2 separate regions of the Zea mays genome follow, and region 2 is linked to region 1. The links are chromatin contacts, called in public Hi-C maps. All regions are on one chromosome and are shown on one strand. Each heading gives the region's core, a stretch centred on a gene start, on an enhancer-like site or on the middle of the called end of the contact. The rest is flanking DNA. Distances are from core to core; before and after follow the strand shown. Region 1 holds the start of LOC100526750. Region 2 holds the start of LOC105667212.

Region 1 (6,257 bases), core at 1,164-3,663:
TAACTGAATAACTTGTGCTATCGATTACAAGTTTACGACGTTGTTTGCACTTGTTAAAAAAATCTTTTAAGCCTAGTTTGGCAACCTCATTTTTTTTCTAGGAATTTCCATTTTCTTAAGAGTAATTAGTTCAAATTTTTTTTTGAGAAAATTGTGTTCCTAAACTAGCCCTTAGGTGAAAAAAGAAGAAAAACGAAGACTAATTCCAAAGCAGATCAGCTAGCTACTACTATGTTTTATAATTTCCCTGTCGCCACTCTCAAGGTTGATGCTACTGACTGATTGAGCTCATCTACAGTTTTAGCTGATTCATACAATGCTGATGATGACGCAGATGTGATGCTATCCGAGGGACCACTAGTACAAACACACGATAGAACAACCCATATTCGCCTCTATACGACGGCGTGGGTCCCACGAGCGCCTTTGCTGGACATAGGGAAAAAACAAACCAACATGCTAATTAAGCAAAAGGGATCTATCATCCCTAATGCACGCACGATAAGTGATCACTTTTCTCGTCACTTCGTCGTCATCTAAGGTAATGTTTGATTGTGAAGCCGGTTAGAATGAAGTGACTCCGTTCGAGAGAGAGAACGTTCCATAGAGAAAACGGCTCCGTCCAAAATATTTTCTAAAGATAAATGGTTCAATATTTAAATATATATTTTAAAGTCCCTATCTCCTATATAAAATCAATCTAAAAACAACAAATTAAGAGCGGGGCGGCTTCATATCCCGCTATTACTCGGAAACCAAACAGTACCCATGTCGTTACCACTGTAGGCAGCGCAAGGAGGCAACTTGCTGTGGATAATGCAAAGAAATGCTTGCTTGCCCAACTTGGACTTCTTGGAAGCTAATATGAAGTGAGAGGACGGTCGGAAGAGGCCGGGATTAATAAAAGCAGATAAGCTTGCTTTGAGAAAAGCCGAAAGTAGGCGTATCTTCATGGATGTACTACTACATAGCTTTTGTGTCATCATAATTATTATTATTAGAAGAGTGGTACTTACTTGTCTCTGAGGAGTGGGTAGATGAGGATGAGGCCCTGAAAGCTATCCGGCGAGACGTTGTCCATGAGCAGATCCCTGAAGCCAGCGACCCCGGGCTTGGGCACGAACATGTTGAGCCACGGGTGGTGCACCTCCTCCCACATCCCGGCGCTCCGCAGGCTCACCTCCTCCATCCTGACCCGGTTCAGGAAGTCCAAGTAGGACACCTCCACGCTGTACAGCTGGGACGCCATGTGGCTCATCCGCCTCGAGATGGCCTCCACGGCCGCCTGAGACTGCTTCTGGTAACCGTGGTGGTGGTGCACCGCGAACTCGACGCAGTAGTAGATCCTAGGGCTGCTCCTGGTGCCGAAATCCGGGCTGAAGTCCACGCTCGCGGGGAAGGCGATGGAGGAGCTGTGGAGGGACCGCTCGTTCAGGACCATGAACCCTTCCACGTAGTCCACCGAATCCGGAATCGACACCAGCAGCTCCTGGTCCCTGGTGAAGGCGCCCAAGTCGTCGTAGAAGGCCCTCACCCACGTCACCTTCTCCGGAGCCTCCTGCAGCAGGATCCTGGCCCTGGTTATGATGCCGAACTGGCCTAGGCCTCCCAGGACGGCATTGAACAGGTCGGCCTCCTTGCTGGGTGAGCATTCCACAATCTCCCCTCGTCCTGTTTGTTATAGAGAGAGAGAGAGAGAGAGAGAGAGAGAGAGAGAGGTTGTTTGTTGGTCAAGAAAGAGAGGCAGAAAAAAAAATCTGATCTTTGTGTTTCATCTATGTACCATGCATGCACGCATGCATGCGTGCGTGTGTCTCACCTGTGACTACCTCCAGCTGGAGGACGTTGCTGATCTGTGGCCCGTGCTTGAACGTCTGCCCGCTGATGCCGGCATTGGACAGCGTCCCGCCGACAGTGAGGTAGAGGTAGTCGGTCCAGGACCTGGGAGCCAGCCCAAGCTTCAGGCTCCGCTCCAGGAGCTCGATCCACAGAACCCCGCCGCCCACGTCGGCGTAGGAGGCACGCCCTTCGCCTCCCCCGCGGACGTGGTGGAACTCCATCTCGCCGGGCAAGGAGCGCGTCTCCACCACAATGCCGTCCGGGGCCTGCGCCTGCCCGTGGATGGAGTGGCCTGCCCCCCTGGCCGCCACCGTGACCCTGCTCAGCGAGGGCGAGCCGGAGAGGAAGCTGAGCAGCATGGAGATGTCCCTCGGCGACTGGGGCCTCAGCACCGCGGCCGGGGCGCGGAAGAGTATCCTGCCGAAGTCGCTGGACGCGGCCGCGGTGCTGGTGGTGGGGAGCAGGTTCAGGGGGCCCAGGTCCATGGGGCTCTGTATGAATTTGTACGGAGAGCAGAGGGAGATGACGAGGATCAGCAGGCTGGCTCTTGCGCTGACGACCATGGCAACCTCCATGGAGATGGGCTGAGCAATCTCCTGCAGCTGCTAGCTTCTTGCGTCTGTTACCTTTGTCTCACGTACGTGTGGGATTGTGATGGCGGCGGGAGGAGATCAGGTGATCATACTGCGTTATTCTTGCCCTTTGTGCAAAGGCTGAGGGATGAAGGAAAATGAGGGGAAGGGGTTGAGGGCTCTTAAAGGAGCAGGAGGGTGATTTGATTTTGAGGGAGGTTTTAAAAAGGGGGTTCATGTCATGAGGAGGTAAAAGGAAGAAGCACTAAAAGACCAAAGGCCACAGACCCAAAAAAGGCCACCATGTGATGATCTTCAGCCCTCGCCCCCTGTGACAAAGAATGCCTGAGGGCAGGACAGGGGAGCTGTGGAGGGCTCTCCTCTCTCTCTCTTCTCTCTCTCTCTCTCTGAGAAGTGAGAAGGGGAAGCTCTGACTCTGAAGCAGGCGAGCAGCATACATAAAGAGGACAAGCCTGAAGCTCTCTGTCCCTGCCAAAGGAAAAGGGCAAACACAATACTGTACAGGCCACGCTGGTCCCTGCACTCTCCTTTCTGTTTCGGAAGAGGAACTGTCCTCAGATGGAGGTCCATGTGATCAGCTGCCTCACTCCTCTCCCTATCAAGCCTCAAGTATTGAGCTCAATGAACACACACACACACACAAAAAAACAGTTTAAATATATAGCAAATGAAAAATGAAGCAAAAAATATCGTTCTCAGATTCATATATGAACCCGGCCGGGGAGCGAGAGGAAAGCAGAACCAACCATTTTTTTCCCGGCTTCCCCGTCGTTGCTCTAATCCATCTGAACAGTCTTTTAATGAGAGCCTATTACACCTGACCATCCTGGGTCCTCCTCCTGTTGCACTTGACAACCCATTCCTAGCTGGGCACAACACGGCGCTCACTCTAGAATCTAGATATACCAAATCTTTTGCAGGATTACTGTTGTGTAATACTGTTCAGAGGGCCCAAGACTCGATCACCCACAATGATTGGCCACCACTTAGGCCAAGGAGAAGGAGCCATGGACTGATTGTGTGGCTGGAAACCATGAGCTCTCTTGCAGCTAACAGGGCAAGGGTGACTGAGGACCTACTTCATTTGTTTATTCGGGATGGAATTCAGAGACCAAGAGATCCAATCATCGTCTAAGCGAAAACAAAATCCCACCTTTTTCTTTTCTTTCTCAAGGGCACCCGACACAATTAACTAAGACCTACATCTCGATCGATGATAAATAGTATATTGGCATCTAGTGGTTTGGAAAACAAAAGAAGACACAAACTTTTGCTGGCCTTAGGATGGCATGGCAAAATTTTGGTGGCATCTAAGCACTGTTCATATCTAATATAATACTCTACCCATTTTTAAATTATAAGATGTTTTATCTTTTCTAGATATACTACTTTTTACTATATATTAAGGCATAGCGATTATCTAAATATAAAATTAAACATATGTATGTAGAATATATAGTCAAAACGTCTTATAATTTAGAATTGGGGAAGTACCATTTTATACGCTCCCACAGGTTGCATCAATAATAGTATAGCTAATATTATTATATATTTGTCATGCATAAAAATGAATTGCCTAAGCAGCTAAGCTCACAAATGGTTTTATTAAGTTCTAAACGTTGGGTTTTCTTCGTATTGAAGCAATAGGGGCTGCAACAAGAGAATATAATCTATCTAGATCATTTAGCAATCCCAAGAATAGAATCCAAGAACAGTATGTGGTATCGATTTGTCCACGGACGGATGCCATATCAACACAGAGATACCTTCCAATATGCTGCCTCAGCACACCACCACAGGCTTCAAATCACGAGATCACGCAAACACAAAGTCGGTAGAGGACTAAAGTTCTTTTGGCGAAATCCTTACCAGGATGCGCATGCTCTCATGCAAGAAACGACGCCCCCAACCCATTGTTCGTGCAGCATAAAGTACGCCATGAGCTCGATTCTGATATAAACCCTAATGTCTGTTAGGTGGCTTAGAAAGTTCCTTGGAAAGACAAGCATGTGAATTGAAATGGGGTTGCAATGCTAACTGAATACTCAAAGGCACAAGCCTAGCTCATGTGCAAAGGATGCATCGTGCAATAACAAAATGCCTCGTTGCCGGTCGAGTGGTGGAGAGTACACAATGCAATCTTTCGCCAAGATTTGAGACCAATGCGGAATCACTTTCCTACTCTAATCCACGATCTCGTCCTTGTGGGGAAAGAGGGAAAAGGTGGCCCACTAACAAGTCTTTCGTAGATCTCCCTTTCTCTCCCCACTTGCAAGAACCCAGTGACCTCATGAGATCCCGCGCTGCCATTGATGAACGCAAATCTGTATGGAAAAGAGCAGGCACAACCTTTCCACTGAGCATCCCTTTAGTTTTTGGAACTACTTGGTATTGGGGGGATGGAAAGCCATGGCGTGGCGTGGCTGGGCCCAAGGAGATTCGGGCCGGCTTTATAGCCTCACGACTAGAGATGGCAATGGGGACCCGATCCCCGATTCCCCGCGGGGAATTCCTCTATTAGGGGATGGGGATGGGGAAGTTTCTTTCCCCACGGGGATGTAAATGGGGAAAAGTTCTCCCCCGACGGGTAAACGGGGACGGGGATGGGGAAGCATTCCCCATCCCCGTTCCCCGCGGGGACCCGTTAAACTTACATGTGACAATATTTTCATGTAATAGTTAATGATAAAAGTAAAGAATTACCTTGTCAAGAGATCACCCGTTGTACAAATACATTGCTTTTAATGTGCACATAATGAATTTTACATTTAACAATGTGTATAAGTGACAATATTTTACATTAATAACAAATGAAGTACGATTTAATTATAATTTAAGCGGGGATGAGGATCCCCGACGGGGATTTATCCCCGCGGGGAACGGGGATGGGGAAGAAATGTCCCCCGTAAGCGTTCGTGGGGATCCCCGCGGGGAAATTTTTTTGTCGCGGGGACGGGTTTGGGGAGCTAAAACCCGACGGGGAATTCCCCGTTGCCATCCCTACTCACGACAGTCACCAAGCGCTTGTAGAGTACAATGCTGGTCCTGGCCTCTACGTCGTCTCTAGTTTTTTTTATGGCTAGAGAGAACCCTCAATGTTTAGAGCATCTCCAACAACGTGACCTATAAAAATGCCCTATAATTTGAAAATAAATATATTTTATAGAATTTAGGGCACCAACAAAACACCTCGCTCCAACAGTAAAGCCCCAAATCTAGATTATAGGGCAGCCCACTATGGTGTAGTGTATTTGAGTCACTTGAGAGAGTGCCCTATAGTTTTTTGACAAAAAATTATAAAATAGGGCACTGTTGGAGTAGTTTTTCCTGTGTAGAGCCACATATTTCAATTTGAGGCACTAGTTTGAGGCATTGTTGGAGACACTCTTAGGCTATCTCCAGTAGCTTACCTAACATCATACTTATATTCAAACTTCACTGTACGAACAGTGCAAAACAGTGTTTTGAGTGAACATATGGGTGAACTACTCGAACCAGTCTTATTTCTCAGTCTTTATACCCCTCTAAATGACTGTGTTAGCAATAATATTTCTCAAAATCATAGTTTTATAATATTTTACTTTGTAATTGTCATGATAATACCATAGTGACAAAAGCTAGCCATGCCATAAAAACTGTAGGTTGAAGTGAAGTTTCCAATACTCCAAAAATATCATGACATCTAGAACATAACAAGAGATACAGTCATTTTCGGCGGCCCCCACTATTTTTGGCGGTCAGGGAAGGGCCACCGAAAATAAGTTGTTATTTTCGGCGGTCTGACATAGCCGCCGAAAAGAGCCCTATTTTCGGCGGCCTGTGACA
Region 2 (6,257 bases), core at 1,779-4,278, 170 kb after region 1:
ATACATGTTCAGCAGGGTTATAGATTAGTAAACAGTTTATAGTTGTCCACGTCATCAGAGATAGCAATATAGCATCATAAGCAGAAATTATATTCTATACCGTGAGACGTCGAGAATCAGGGAAAGATATTCCATATACTCTCTGCAGGCTTTCACGGTCTGCTTTTCCTCTCCAATATGATGATGAAGCCTAAATATTTACATGTGTATACATATGAAACAGCCAGTTCCACTATAAAGAGAATCCGAAGATTAGTGCATAAATAAAGAATCATTACCTTCAGACAAGCGAAAGCTTTGACGAAGGAAGTATTCGGGATATGTGGCCCACGGCATAGGTCAACTAAAGGACCACACCTGTATACTGTAATGGTCTTGTCCTCGGGCAACTCATTAATAATTTCAACCTGACATATAATCCATTTTTTTGTAAGAATGACTATAGGTCATATATGCTTAACATATGCAGCAAAACAATATAGAGGAATGAAACGAACAAGATAGGAGCAAGGAAGGTTGCCTTGAATTTATTTTCAGCAAACATTTCAAGAGCTTCTGCCCTGCTGACCTCGATGCGTTCAAATGGTTGCTTTTCCTGCACCAAATGGGATTTAACCATGTAATAACCAATGTATCTAGCTACAGTGCTTCAATGTGTCACAAAAACAATGCAAGACATGGATAGACCCAGTGCCGAAAGCTACCACATAAGTGGGGTCTGGGGAAGGGATAAACCGGGGCAAACCTTCCCCTCGCAAATGCATTGAAATAAATCATCTAGGTAGATAGTGCTCACAAAACAAGTTCACATAATAAGCTTAAATGATGAGTTAAAATTCAAAGCATACCGCAACAGCCTTTTTAGCTTGGTTTTCAATGACACCAAAGTGCTCCTCGTTTAATGTCAGCTCATTGTAGTAAGCATCATAGTAGAAACCCTTAACATGTCAGGTGGAATAGAAAGCAGTTCAACAACAGATAAAATGGCTACATTAACTTCATTAAGCTTTAAGGTGATTGATCCTCAGGTCATTTTCATACCTCCCCTCTTGTGGTGCAAGGCCCAATACACAGCTTGCAGCCATATGCTCTCTCAAGAGACTGCAAATTTACATCTACACTTAATGATAATTGAATTGAAAATGAATTACCACATACAATTATACAAATACTGAAACTCACTTGAATAACAAAATAGCATGAAGAATATGAAAAATGTTTAAATAAAAAAAGCATGCTCAAAGACATGAACAAGCGAAATGCCAACTCACTTCTCCAAGAATATGAGCACTTGAGTGCCAGAAGGTGTCACGGCCTTCATTGGTATCAAACTTGAACATTTGCAATTTGCAGTCACCTTCCAGTGGCCTCCCCATATCCCAGAGTGTTTCGTCCACTTGAGCTATCAAACAACTAGCTGCAAATCCACTTGATATCTCCTTAGCAATATCCATTGGGGTTGTTATCCATTTCTTCCCTTCTTTGATTGCACCATCAGGCAGAGTTATCCTGAAGGGCATGGCCCCAAACAATGGTTCAGAGTGAGAATCCATCAGCATTATGAGCAAGCAGACAACATTTGGTACAGCAAAAACTAACAGTCAGCTGTTCAATTTCATGGTGCCATATTATGAATTTCATAAGCTAAACCTAAGTGCAGATACTATGATTCACATGCCTGACTCTAATTCGACAATAACCTCGCAAGCAGACCGTTAGAGCACTCACTTGATAACTTCGCCGCCGATATTCAGCCGCTCGACGGCCTGCCTTGCCTGGATCTCCTCGAACAAGCGAATCCTCTTATGTGTGACGGCCTCCAGGTAGGAGTCGTCGCGAGCGACCAGGGCCGAAGCCTGGGCGGGGTGCTTGGCCTTCCCCTTCCCCTTGGCGTCCTTACCAGGAACGGAACCCTCACCCATCGGGTCGGACGCGGATTGGTGAAGGAAGAAGCGGGTAGGGTGGAGAGACAGTGGGGGAAGGACGCGGGAGGTGTGCTGCCGAACTAGCGAGAGGCCTCGCCGGAGGCACACTTGCATAAAGTGGAGTCAAGCGGATGCTGCGGCGTCGCGGGATATGGCACTCTCCGGTCTCGCCTATAGGTTGGGCGGGCGGGGTGGCCGGAGGAGAAAAATAAGTGTTTGTTGCTGACGTAGGCCGTGGCCCCGGTGGCCCAACAAAATTAACAGGACCGATTCCCGTGCTCGTTACGAAATCCAGGAACAAAATCTACTTCAGCCCAGCCCTCAGAATTTGGCCCATGAAACGCCAAGTGCTCGGCCTATTCGCTTACGCCCTGCCCTGTTCACCCAGTTTCTAAAAAATGTTTATAGAAATTGGGTCAATTTATAGAAATTAGATTTTCATTTTTTAAAAACTAAAAAGCTAGTCTCTTCTATCTAAAAAATAAAAACTAATCTTAAAAACTGGATTGCTTTTAAAAAAAAGCCTTAGCCGATGAACAAGAGAAATGCCTCCGCCTATGTGCAGTGGGCAGTGGCGTGGGCAATCGGGTGGTTTTTTTATTTTTATAATTCTTTTTAAAATCTTATATTTTAAAAATAAGCATATCTACTTTTATTTTTAGTTCTAACATTTCTAGCTGTGCTAACGCCCCTCACGTGGCGAAAATATTATCGTGTCATATGGATTGGTATAGTATGCTATGTCACAGTGGACAGCAAATTTTCTGGTAGAAAATCTAGCCCTACCATGCTTCTCAACGCGGGCGGTACCTTGAACGGCATGACAAAACTTTACCTTGAGTAAAGGTTCTTATGCTCTTGAGTTTATTTCTCTCTCACTCTCATTATAAGACAAATACTTTTATGTTTTAGCAAAATAAAATCTACTTATATGATGTATAATAATTGTAGCAATGGACTAGATGATAATAGAGTAGTACAAATGTTGCTAATATAGACAGAGCCTGCGGCACCCGTTCATCACAAATCAGACGGCCTAGAATCCCTCAGGGCTAAAACCCTAAACTAGAAATGGGTTCGCAGTGGGCAGTGGCAGCCAGCCAGTGAGCTAGCCTCCCGAGCCCTATCTATCCTTTTCTCGGCACCTCGCGGGTCTCCCGTCCGCCCCGTCCCGCATTCGTATCCTCTCCTCACTCTCGCCGCCGCCGCTTCCCCTGCGCCCCGAGCCAAGGTGAGCTCCCTATCTCCAGTATCGTAGCGTGAGTAGCTTCCTTCTCGCATCGAGTAGCGCTGTTTGGCGCGATTTTGTTTGGCCTAGGAGCTGCTGGATCTGCACGCTTGGCCCGGTTACGTACATGCGCGTTTGGACGATTTGAGTTGAAATCGGAGATTATCTTTGGGCTGTTTTATTGATTGATGTGTGGTCGGAACTAGTAGGAAAGCGCTGGTGCTTAGTAGATCCCATTTGTATTAGATTTGCTGTATTGTGCTCGGCGATAAGATGTACCGTGTTTCTTATTAATCACTTGATATGATGTTTAATAGCAGCAGCTGTGCTAGATTACGTAGCGTTGGACGAGTTAAGAAGTCATGGATTTAGTTTTCACACTGAGTGATACTGTGGTAGACTCATAGCATTTTGTCATTGGTAGCTGCTGCATGGATATCTCTACTAAATGAAAGGGCAGTTAGCTCCAGAGAAGTTAGATTAAGACCGATTTTCTAGTGGCTCCGGAGGTGTCTACTGCGTGGCTTACCTTATGCACTGCCTCTTCCATGTTTTTATTGCTGAAATAGCCAGGGTGCATGCACATTTTTATTGCTGAAATAGCTAGGGTGCATGTGCATTTTTATTGCTGAAATAGCCAGGGTGGATGCCATTGGTTGTCTGAACTGGTTACTGCTAGGCATTTTTTCTGTTTCTGTCTTCGGCTACTTATTTATGTCTCCATTTGGTTGGACTTCTAAACTTCCATTTGCTTTTGCAAAAACCAAAAGACTAGCCAACCAAAGGGGTGAAAAGCACTATCTGTTTTGGACTAAAATTGCTTTAGGCCAAAAACTGCCTCTACTCTAGTACAAAAATTAAAGCAGCTCTCCTGCTTTTACCTGGTGTGAAGGTGGGCAACTTTAAAAAATTATCACTTGTCACTCATTATGAAGATATCGGTTTGTTTTTTCTTCTTTCCTGTCTCCAACCTCTCCCGGCTTGTGAGACCTGAGACCGTGACCTCTTGCCGTGCGGTGTCTTCGGCTAATGGCAGTGCTCCTTCCTCTCCTGTGCTCGGCTCCGGCGACCTCTCCCTCTCTGGCCTCCCCGGGGCAAGGCCATTCCCTCGAGCATGCATGGCTTTGGCCCATGCCCTAGCAACGGGCATGGCCCTAGTCACCACGAGGGACCTCGGCTGCCATGCGGGTGAGCATGACCTCAACCGAGGATCCGTCCGGAAGAAGATGAAGCTGATGGACAGGGTCCGCCTGTCACTGTGAGAAGATGAGAGTAGTTTTTTGAAAGGCCACAACTGCTGGACCAAACGGCTTCCAGAGCCCGCAACTCACAACAGTTTTTTCAAAAGCCACAGCTCATCTAAACACACTCTATGTCGTGCCGCAACTTTGTATTCTGCCACTTTGTTTTGCTTCTTCCATGAACTTTTAGTCCATGTTATGACATTCAATGTTTGATTGCACCTTTTCTTTTTCTATGTGCAAATACGTTTTCTTTGATATCATAGTTTTTGGTTTCCGTTACTTCTTGACAGCTGTACTACATATTGGTTTTGTCTGCTGCCTTTACTGAACAAATTGTGTACTGACCTTTTTGTGTGTTTCATGCAGATGAATGTTGAAAAGCTCAAGAAGATGGCAGGTGCTGTGCGCACTGGGGGGAAGGGTAGCATGCGCAGGTGCTTATTTTTTTATATTCATCAAAGATGACATGTCAACATTTCTTCAGAGCTTTACTTTCTATTTAGTGTTTTGCTTTGTGTTAGCACGTACATTTCTGTTGCACTCACAACCTCTGAATAGATTGACTTATGTGGAGTAATTACTCTTTTGGTTTAACAGGATCATTTTTGCCAATTACTTTTGTTTATTTATGTATGCGTTTTTTTTGTACATGAACTTGCCTAAAAGAATTTATTATTTATGGTACTGTCTGCAGACTTATGCAATTATACCTGGTAATCAGCTATGATAAAAAATGGTAGCTAAATGATGTTATATAGTTCAAATCATGTTGTTCTACTCATGAACTTACTTAATCATACTCGTGCTGTTATATATATATGGTACCATTGCTGTCATATGTACGGTACCGGTCTAGGAAGTCCTGGATTCTTACTTATAAGTTATAACTAGCTTTGGTTGGTGGCAGGAAGAAGAAGGCAGTCCACAAGACTACGACCACAGATGATAAAAGGCTTCAGAGCACCCTGAAAAGAATAGGAGTGAACACCATTCCTGGTATTGAAGAGGTCAACATCTTTAAGGATGATGTTGTTATTCAGTTTGTGAATCCTAAAGGTAAGATACTCCAGACCCCAGTACTCAACAGGATTAGTACTTGACTTATTTTCTAACAATATTTTTTTTGTTCCCCTTCAGTGCAAGCTTCAATTGGTGCTAATACATGGGTGGTCAGTGGAACTCCACAGACAAAGAGTATGTTCTCATGACTTGCATTATCCGCTTAACTAGCTTCTGTTAAGATGCTACTCTGTTGTGCGCTGGTTTTCTACATAACTAGGTAGTAATGATGTCCCACAGTTCTGTCACATTGGCAGCTGGTGCTTTGTGTTACACATGCCTTGTCAATTTGAATTTTCAGGGAGAAAATAATTACAAACTTCTCTGAACTAGATTTGCACAACAGTATTCTTATGTTAGCATTTTTCTTATTTGAACAGAGCTGCAAGATCTGCTTCCGTCCATTATCAACCAGCTCGGTACGTTTTTCTTTACTGGATACCTATTGAATTCAAAATATGATAGATATGTCGTCTCTTTTTGTGTTCTGTATCCCCTCCTTTTCTGCTATATAGTACTTGAGAATTACTGAAATCTTATATGTATTCACGACCTGTGAGCTCCATAACTATGCTGTGCTATTTACGACCTGAAATCTCACAACAAGCTGTTCGCTTGGCTTTAATCCGAAATGGCTTCTACTGATTGTACAGTGTTTATACCTTTTAATTGTCCCTCCTGTGCAGGCCCTGACAACCTAGACAACCTGCGGAGGCTTGCGGAGCAATTCCAGAAGCAGGCCCCTGGTGCTTCAGGTGCAGAGGCTGGCGCCAGCGCTGGTGCTGCTCAGGACGATGACGA

The links. A called contact is a pair of places that touch in the nucleus more often than the background predicts.
Region 2: a contact with region 1 is called in a Hi-C map of tassel, with 9 times the contacts expected there. The contact joins the promoter of LOC105667212 here to the promoter of LOC100526750 in region 1. A contact is called at or near these places in 13 of 25 Hi-C or Micro-C datasets (ear, endosperm, leaf and 3 more).

The regions. Positions count from the first base shown.
Region 1 is chr1:235,669,686-235,675,942 of Zm-B73-REFERENCE-NAM-5.0, forward strand. It overlaps LOC100526750, which reads right to left and starts at 2,414. Exons shown (of 3, transcript NM_001199030.2): 1 at 1,820-2,414; 2 at 1,017-1,671. The coding sequence starts at 2,414.
Region 2 is chr1:235,834,377-235,840,633 of Zm-B73-REFERENCE-NAM-5.0, forward strand. It overlaps LOC105667212, which reads left to right and starts at 3,029. Exons shown (of 6, transcript NM_001308029.1): 1 at 3,029-3,156; 2 at 4,764-4,831; 3 at 5,305-5,453; 4 at 5,535-5,591; 5 at 5,837-5,875; 6 at 6,143-6,257. The coding sequence starts at 4,764. It overlaps LOC103643444 (threonine--tRNA ligase, mitochondrial 1), which reads right to left and starts at 2,154. Exons shown (of 20, transcript XM_008666634.4): 1 at 1,729-2,154; 2 at 1,272-1,509; 3 at 1,042-1,101; 4 at 849-938; 5 at 521-595; 6 at 279-407; 7 at 101-190. The coding sequence starts at 2,039.